Regions from separate parts of the Mus musculus genome. Here region 1 is linked to region 2. A link is a contact called in public Hi-C data. All regions are on one chromosome and are shown on one strand. The core of a region is the stretch at or near the end of the contact, and the rest is flanking DNA. Distances in the headings are between cores, read along the strand shown. Region 1 holds the start of Nkain1 (Na+/K+ transporting ATPase interacting 1). Region 2 overlaps Nkain1 (Na+/K+ transporting ATPase interacting 1).

What was found. Hi-C and Micro-C count contacts between places; a contact is called where the count stands out from the background.
Region 1: a Hi-C map of cortical glia shows a contact between it and region 2, with 2.1 times the contacts expected there. The contact joins the promoter of Nkain1 here to the enhancer-like site in region 2. A contact is called at or near these places in 1 of 15 datasets of contacts at CTCF or cohesin (the NIH/3T3 cell line), 24 of 484 Hi-C or Micro-C datasets (B cells, the G1E-ER4 cell line, the HL-1 cell line and 13 more), 14 of 115 datasets of contacts at active chromatin or transcription factors (CD8 T cells, cardiomyocytes, craniofacial prominence and 8 more) and 1 of 9 other capture datasets (adipose tissue).

The regions. Positions count from the first base shown.
Region 1 is chr4:130,571,792-130,576,209 of GRCm38.p6, forward strand. Nkain1 (Na+/K+ transporting ATPase interacting 1) reads right to left here and starts at 2,245. Exons shown (of 7, transcript NM_025998.4): 1 at 2,038-2,245. The coding sequence starts at 2,091.
Region 2 is chr4:130,536,571-130,541,161 of GRCm38.p6, forward strand. It overlaps Nkain1 (Na+/K+ transporting ATPase interacting 1), which reads right to left. Exons shown (of 7, transcript NM_025998.4): 2 at 2,482-2,619; 3 at 691-771. Among named protein-coding and RNA genes, the nearest start is that of Nkain1, 35 kb to the right of the region's middle. Within about 2 kb of position 3,336, at least 37 of the 459 cell types and tissues checked have an H3K27ac peak or open chromatin away from gene starts, as enhancers often do. A contact at or near this core is called in cerebellar granule neurons, cerebellum, cerebral cortex and 2 more, where this site is marked.

The DNA of each region.
Region 1 (4,418 bases), core at 995-3,494, 34 kb after region 2:
CTGGGTGTAGAGGCGCACACCTTTAATCCCAGCACTCAGGAGGCAGAGGTACATGGAGCTCTGTGAGTTCGAAGCCCGCCTGGTCGATAGAGTGAATTTCAGGATAGCCAGGGCTACATAGTGAGACCCTGTCTTGAAACAAAATAAAACAAACAAACAAAAATATATAGTTTAAAACTTAAGCTAGACATCTTGAAACTCCAGCCTCACTCAGGGTACTGAGGCAGGGGGATGGCTCAAAGTTCAAGACCAGCCTGGACGGAAGAGTTAGAACATTTCTCAAACATACAAGAACAATAAACACAACAAGCCAACAAAACCAGGAAGACATCCTTGAGGCTGGAGATGGCTCAGCCGTTAGGAACGCTCTGCTCTTACAGAGGGCCCGAGTTAGAGTCTAAGCACACGCCACCTGTAACCCCAGCTCCAGTGGGCCTGATGGCTTCTTCAGGATGCCGTGGGCACCTGCACTCACACACACAGACACGGATGTACAAAATTTTTAAAAATAAACCTTTTTTTTTTTTAATTAAAGAAAAGGAATTCTCTAAAAAAAAAAAAGTTTGAAGATTTCTTGGCATTTTTATGGTCCTAAAAATAGAAAACGGAGAATATTTCTACTGTGAGCCCAGATCTGCCAAATAACCAGTTCTTCGTTTAGTTTACAAATATTAATGAGGTGTCAAGGGCTGCCCAGCTGCTGGGGTTTTAGCAGGAACAAAATGAGCTGTCTCTGCCCTTTTGGAGTTTCCATCCTACCTGGTGGTGATTAAGCCCCTCTGCCGTCCTTGAGAATGACGCCTGACAGACCAGGTGGCCTTCTGAGGGGCAAAACACCAACACACCAATGTGGGAGGAGAGGAGGTTCTAGCATGGCCCAAGAGGACGATGCTGTGAACAGCAGGCGCCGCAGGGCCGGTGACTCAAGGAAAGGTGAGAGGACAGAGGCCACCAGCACATCTCACTCAAAGCTTCCCACCACCCTGCGCACCTGTGGGGAGGAGCAGGTGCTGGCCGGAAGGCAGATCCAGACCACGGGACCCATAGGAATGAGGCCCCAGGCTCCTCCACAGACCCGATGCTATCAGCAGTTCCTACACAACAGTGTCTTGAGTAGAAGCATAACACAGTTCCAAGGGAGGCAGGAGACCCCCGTCTCTTCTCTATCACCCTCCCAATACATAGGCAAGGACCTCAGCTACTCTTAGCCTCCGGATTCACTCTGTTGCCCTCCAGTTAAAGACCTCATTTTCCCCCAAACTGGGGCCAGCACAGAGCCCCGAGATGCTCTGATTCTTCCCAAGACACTCAAGTGTCCTCATCCAATGGGACCAGGGAACTCTTTACCTGACCCCACCTCACCCGCTGCTGATAGAACAGATGGCTCATGGGACGCTGGAGGACTCGGTGGTCAGACTAAAGAGAACCACAGAGTGAGTCCGGTGCCTGCCAGGTTAGGCTGGCCCGTGATACATCAATTCCTGATCACCCCCCTCAAGGAGGTAGTTCTCCATCCCTGGCCACCCAGTCAGGAGGGTGCTGGGAGGCAGGAAAGCAGCACAAAGGACGGCCGAGGGTTCTCAAAGAGTCTCAGGTCCCACCACCCAAACAAGAAGCAGAAATGGCCAGAGATCTAAAAACATTCCAGAGACATAATACAGGAGCAGAAAGAGACTTTGTGAGAAACGCTCACAGGGGCGGAGCCCAGAGGGATGAGGTACCCACGGAATCAGCGATCTGGAGGGGAACATTCGGGCAGGGACCTCTCCGAGTACACAGACCAGCCTCGGACACACCCCCAGCCCCAAGGGAGCCACAGTCCTGGGGCGCAGCCCCCCAGCGGGAGCCCACGCACCCATTGCGAACCGACGCGTGCAACCCGGGAGCGTTGGACCGTGCGCGCGAGCGCGGGGCTGAGGCGAGGAGCGCACACAAAGGGACAAGCCGGCCCGCGCGGGGCAGACTCCGCCCGGCCACCCCGCACCCCGGGTGGCGCCCACGCACCGCCGCCGCCCCACCCCGCTCCGCGCGGCTCACCAGCTGCAGGCAGCAGAAGGCGACCAGCGTGCAGCGGCCGCTGCACTTGCCCATGGCTCCTCCTCGCGCCGCGCGGGGCCGCGTCGTCTCGATGGCGCCCCGGGGCGGTGGGGCCGGCGACTAGGGCCGGGTCTCCAGAGCCGCGGCCGGCCGGCCGCACCCCAAGTGCATGGTGCGCCCGGTCCGCGCGGGCTCCGCCGCGCCTCCTTTGTCTGCGGCCGGCCGTCGGCACACCTCCCGCCCGCGGCGCCGGCCAGCGCGCAGCGGCCCCCGCAGGCACCGAGCGCGGCGCGGTGCAGCACTGCCCAGCTGGGGCAGCCGCCCGGGCGCTCGGCAGCCGCCGCTTCCCGGCCCACCACGTGGCTCGGCCGCCACCCCGGAGGGAGGCGAGGGAGGGGCGGAAGAGCGAGGGGGCGGGGGAGGGGAGGGGCGTGGAGCGAAGTGGAAGAGTGCGGGTCCTGCGCGCTGGCAGCTCTGGGTCGCGTCCAGACTGCTGTTCCTTAGCCGTGTCACCTTGGGCAGATCACATTACCTCTCTGGACCACCCCCGCCCAGGGGCCTCAGGGGCAAAGTAGGAAAAAAGTCTCTTGGATGCAGTCCTGTAAACCCAACAGTAGCCCTTAGCTTGGCCAGCTGAGGGAGTTGGAGCCACCCTACCCTGGAGTTCCAACTTTGCCCTTTATTTTCATTTGAGTTTTCAGCCCAGCTCGCCAGCCCTCCTGGTTTCCCGGCCACATTTTCTTCTTTCTGTCTTTCCTTCAGAACCTGGTATATCTTGGGTTTATGAAAGCCAGAGTGCGCTTGAAGCGGTCTTCCGTTCTCTTGACTCTTCATAGCTCAGGGACCGGAATAGTCCGGTCCCCAGTTTGGCTTCTCAGAGATCCTCCTGCTTCAGCCTCCCAAATTCCAGATAAACGCGTTTTAAAACACGCAAGACAAGTGGATAGAAAAGCCCTGGATTTGATCCTAGTACTCTCAACAGTGACAAAACAAAAGGCCCCCCAGGTATTCCCAGAATCAACCATCGCACACTAAACACACACACAAGCACATGCACACACGCACACACCACCAAAAAGCAACTGGGATAACAGTGGGGACTCTTCTCAGCCACTGTTAGGGAATGGCAGCTGTGTCCAGCCAGTTTCCATGATTAGCTAGGCTTCCTGGAGTCTGTCCCAGACTCTATACCCAGAGCATAACTTTACGTGGGGACTGGGACCCAGCTTTTATCAAAGTCTCCAAAGAGTCCTGTTTCCCACAAAGGAAGCGCCAGCCCGGTCCCCACTGGATCCCCTGGAGGCTTCGGGTGAGCCCATGTCAGTTCTCTCTTCCATGCTGACAGTGTGCTCAGAAGCCCTCACCGACCCAAGCACTGGACACATGATGCCTCTCTCCTTACAGTGACTGGGTTCTGCTAGGCTCTGACCAGCTCTGCCAGGCTCTTGAATGTCCCAAATGCCACAGACCCAAGGCCTGGCCACCTCACTCCAAGTCTGAGCTACCCTCTGTCCAAGGTCATTTATTTCAATCCTGCCCTACTAAATCCCAGGCTTCCACGCCCTCTGGCCCCTCTCTGCTTTTAGGTTTGTTCTTTATTTATTTATGTTGTATGTCTGTGTTTAGGTTGACACATGCTAGAGCACCCTGTGGCTCTCAGAGGACCATGAGTAGGAGTTAGCTTCCTCTATGTGGGTCCCAGTGATCAAACTCAGGTCTTCAAACTCAGTAGCAAGTGTCTTCACAAAAAGCCATCTCTGAGTCCCAAGGTTGTTCTGCTCTGAGATCCTTATGTGCAGTGCAGTGGACGCTGTTTCATCTTTAGTGTTTTAGTTGAGGCCTCACTCCTTGACCCTTGGTCACCCAGGGAAATCCCCTCTCTGGCTCATTCCAGCCTTCGATACCTCCATGATAGCTCATTCTAGAACCTTCTTAGCTTCCTGTGAGCAGTATGAGGACTCGGTTTGGTGATTTACCTTGGCTTCCCCAGGCCTTGGATCACAGCAGGACTCTTTGGCTGTGAGCAGACTGGGGTAGCATGCATGTTATACACCCTGTGTCTTAATTTGGGTTACTATTTCTAGAATAAAACACAATGACCAAAAGCAAGTTGAGGAAGAAAATGTTTATTAGTTTATGGTTCTGATCCATAATCCATCACTGAAGGAAGTCAGGACAGGAACTCAAACAGGATGATGCAGAGGCCATGGAGGAGTCTGCTCACTGGCTTGCTCCCCATGGCTTGCTCAGCCTGCTTTCTTACAGAACCCAGGACTATCAGCCCAGGGATGGTCTCACTTGGAATGGACTGGACCTTCCCATATCAATCACTAATTAAGAAAGTATTCAGCAGGCTGCCTACAGCCCAGTCTTATGGAGGC
Region 2 (4,591 bases), core at 2,086-4,585:
CACACGCGCACACGTAAAATAAATAATAAACACATCTAAAGAAAGAACAAATTGAAGCTTAGAGAGAACAGACCATTTGCCCAGTGTCAAACTGCTGGGCAGTGTTACAGCAGAGATTTAAATGGAGCAGGGTCAAGCCATGAAGCCAAAGTTTTTATTCCTGGATTTGTCCTCCTTTATACCTAAAAATAGAAGTTGCACATCTCTGGGCTTGCTGCTCTTCCAGGCACACACCCCTGCTTTCTTTAGTTTCTTCTCCACATGACACGGTTTGTTCAATTTTCCCTGAACAAACGCTACCCTATTCTCTTTCCTTTCTGAAAAATATCGATCCGCCCTGGACCCGCCGCGCCTCTGTGTCTAAGCAATAAAATGTGCGTGTGTGACATTTTCACCTTCCTCTGAGCATATCATCATGTGCCAACACAGACCTTCAGTTTTCACTGCGCCTGTGGTCAATAGAGCCCTCGGCTCATCTTCACGGCAGGTGCCCTTTAGCCTCATCCGGGCCATTCTTGTTTTTAAGAAGCACAGAAGAAGCCAGAAACAAAAATGGGGGTCAAGCGGGCTGCACAGATTATTGGAGTGTGCAGAGGGAGAAAGGGGGTGTGGAAGAGATTATGTCCCAGCCCCCAGTAAGGACGGCAAAGGTCAAGGTGTGCTCTGCACACCACCAGGCCTGAGGCTTACCTGGGATAGCTGTCCAACTTCCAGGTAGAAGCAGATGATGAAGGCGTTCCAGCCAACCCAGAGTACAAGCCAGGCTGCATACTGCAGAAAGTAGAGGTGAGTAAGGGGGGGGGCAGTGAGTACAGGGAGGGTTATGTAGTCAATGGAGACAGACTTCAAGGGAAACTGGGGGTTACAAGTCCACACCCATCCTTCATAGTCCTGCATAGCAGACCGGTGTATCTTTTCCCCTTCACTAAGACACAGGGGCTGTCTGAGCTTCTCTGCATCACACAGCTAGGAGGCAGGGCTGGCCCTTAGCCCAGGGCCTTAGAGAGGGAGGAAGCTCCTCTAGATATATTGCAATTACTTTGAGGAGTCTGTTAAAAATACAAATCAGGCCGGGCGTGATGGCGCACGCCTTTAATCCCAGTACTCCGGAGGCAGAGGCAGGCAGATCTCTGAGTTCGAGGCCAGCCTGGTCTACAAAGTGAGTTCCAGGACAGCCAGGGCTACACAAAGAAACCCTGTCTCGAAAAACCAAAAAAAAAAAAAAAAAAAAATACAAATCAGGGCTGGACAGTGGTGGGTGCGGCACGCCTTTGATATCAGCACTGGAGGCAGAGGCAGGCAGATCTCTGAATTCAGGCCAGCCTGGTCTACAGAGCAAATTGCTGGACAGCCAGAGAAACCCTGTCTTGACCACGCTCCCCCCTCAAATTTACAAACTGGGGTTGGAGAGATGGCTCAGCAATAAAACTTTCTCAGCATCAACACAAATCCAGGGCTCAAACCCACCTGTAACTTCAGGACCAGGGGATCCAGTGCCCTATTCTGGCCTCCTCAGGTAACCACACTCAAGTGTACCCCTCCATAATTAAACATAAATAACTAAAGTCTTAAACATGCAAATTGCAGGGCTCAGAGGGTGAGGGCACCTGCCAACAGAACCGGCAAGGCGGAGCTGGGCCTTTAGGAGATGACCGGGAATGAGCGGGAATGGGTCATCTGTAGCTTGGCCCTGCATGTCCATGCTACTGCAGTCACCAAGTATGGATGCAGGCGAATCTACTGAAAAGCCTTTTCCCTAGATATGGCCCCCTGAAGAGGCACCAGGGACCAGCAGGGAGCAGCAGCAGCAGGCCGAGGATGTCGGAGACTAGGTGTCCAGAAGACTATGAGCAGTGGAGGGGAAGCCACGCTACCAGTACCTTCAGACTATGTTGTCTTTTTTTTCTTTTTTAAATATAGGGAGGGTATTTCACTGTGTAGCCCAGGCTATCCTTGAACTCATGATGATACCGTCTCTGTCTCCCAGCTTCTAAGATTACAGATATGTATCACCACGCCTGGCAGACCATATCCTCAGTGAACATCAGGCAGTAGGGACAGAACCCAAGACTCCCTGATGCTTCCTTGCCTCCCTGGGGAACATAGGTGTATGGTCCCTTTTTTGTCCCCATAGCAGGATGGTGACAGTGTAGGAGCCCTCACTCCAGGTCTGCCTCTACCTGCCTTTTTTTGCTATATGTCCTTAGGAAGACTTAACCACGCTGAGTCTGGATTCCTCACTGTAAAGGGGAGGCGGTGGGGCTGTTGTCACAGATGTAGATCTGTGCCCTTAGGCCCTGACCACCCTGGGCAGCTGACATTTACATTATCCTCTGGGAAGATTCTCTAATGAAAAACAGTACCCTGGTTCGTTCTGAGTGCACACTTACGACGACGACGACATTTGGGTATCTGTGTCCTTTGGGGCTTTATGGGTAGGAAACAGTGTCTGGAGAGGCAGTGGCAAGGAAAGGGACATACCAGGATGAGATACCGGGACCGATACTGCACGGTACCAAAGATGCCCAGGATGACAGCCATGATATGCAGGAAGTTGGCCAGGATAGGAGCCCACTGGTAGCCCAGGAAATCGAAGATCTGCCGCTGGAGTGCAGCCACCTGTAGAAGAGACAGGCTGAGACAACTGCCCTGCCCCCCAACAGGACAGAGACTCATCCTTCATACTGTAGACTGAAGACGACAGACTGACCCGAAGCCACCCACTCCCTCAGCCCCAAAGAGATCGGTAACAGCAAGGAGGACATCAAGGCTTCTATGCCTGGTTGTGGCTTTGGGGGAAGGGTGAGAATTTGAGTCACCCTGGTCCTGCCCTCTCCTTCCTTCTGGAGAGTCCATCTCATGACAAACAGTCATGGGGTGAGGATAAAGGCGGCTGCCACCAAGCCCGACTCCCTGAGATTGATCGCCAGGATCCAGCTGCTAAGAGAACTAGCTCCCACAATGTGTCCTCTGATCAGTCCAAGGGTTACCCCAAATAAATAAAAGTAATTATTTTATAATGGGTCTCAGTGCAAGAGCACTTGTCTAGCATGAGAAAGACTGTGGGACATGAGAAAACAGCATCGACATTCTTACCCCCCACAGAGGGGAGCAGAGGGTCTGCTCAGCAATGGCTATGGGGGGATCTGGGTCAAGTGAGAGATCCCAGAGTCTCTTCCTGCCGGGACAGCAGGAAGATACAGGCTGATGTCACCACACAGATGGCACAGCTTGGGCAGAGACCAAAGAAGCTGCAGGCTTGGGCAGGCCATGAGGAGAGCCTGGTAGCGCCAGGCTCAAGCCTGGCGCCTTCCCATCTGCCTCTCGCTGGTGACAACCCTCGCAGGGCCCTGCAGATGGTCAGAGGCTTCCCACGTTCATCTCTCCCTGAACATGCCTTGGCAGAAAGGCAGTCCTGGCACTCTTCTGTCCTCTTGAGGAAAGAGAACATGAAGTTCAGAGGGGACAAATGACTTGCCCAAGGTCACGCAGCAGGCAGGTGGCAGAACAGACCTTCCTTTGCCACCTGCTTCATCTATGTACGAAGGTGCCATGTTTGCCAGCGGGCATTGGCTCGGGAGTCAAGGAGCACAGGTGGCGTCGGGAGTGTGGCTCTGTCTGCTGGGGACTTCGGAAGGGTCACTGCCCTACTGGGCCTCAGGCTCCCTCAGCATGCACAATGATCGGTGGACTCCGCAATCCAGTACTGACTTGGGTGGTTGGCTGACTTTGAGGAAAGAACTCTCTGCCCTTTTCCTTACTGTACTCTTCGCCTTTAAAAAAAAAAAAGTGTGAGTAGGTGAATGCGTATGTGAGCATGTGTATGTATGTGTATATGAATGTGTGTGGTATATGTATTCATGTATGTATACATGTGTGTATGTACTGTGTGTGGTATATGTACATGTGTTTATAAATGTGTATATGAATGTGTATATGAATGTGTGTGGTATATGTATGTGCATGCATGCATGCATGCGTGCATGTATGTGTATGTGTATGTACTGTATGTGTGGTATATGTACATGTGTTTATGCATGTGTATATGAATGTGTGTGATATATGTATATGTATGTATGTGTATGCACTGTATGTGTGGTATATGTATATGTGTGTATACATGTGTGTATGCACTGTGTGTGGTATATGTATGTATATGCATGTATGTATGTATGTATGTATGTATGCATGTGTTTATGCACTGTGTGTGTGGTATATGTATATGTGTGTATGCATGTGTATATGCATGTGTGTGTGTTTAGGTCAGAGGACAACTTTGTCAGTCCTGGGGATAAGACTCAGTCTGTCAGGCTTGGTCTCAGGTGACTGTGTGCAGAGCCATCTTGCTGTTCCCTGCTTTCTATCCTTTGAGCAACTGAGATTGGAACTGGAGCCTCCAGTCCCTCTCCTTTCCCCAGGCCCTCCTGGGTCATGGACATACACCTCAACTGTCACCTCTGTAGGTCGGAGGGGGGCCCCTGGTGGCTCCATCCCCACCTCTGGCTGTTGGCTGCTCCTACCCCACAGGGCTATCACCTATTCACACCAGCTCTGACCAATTCACCACTCAACTGGCATCTCTACGTCTCAG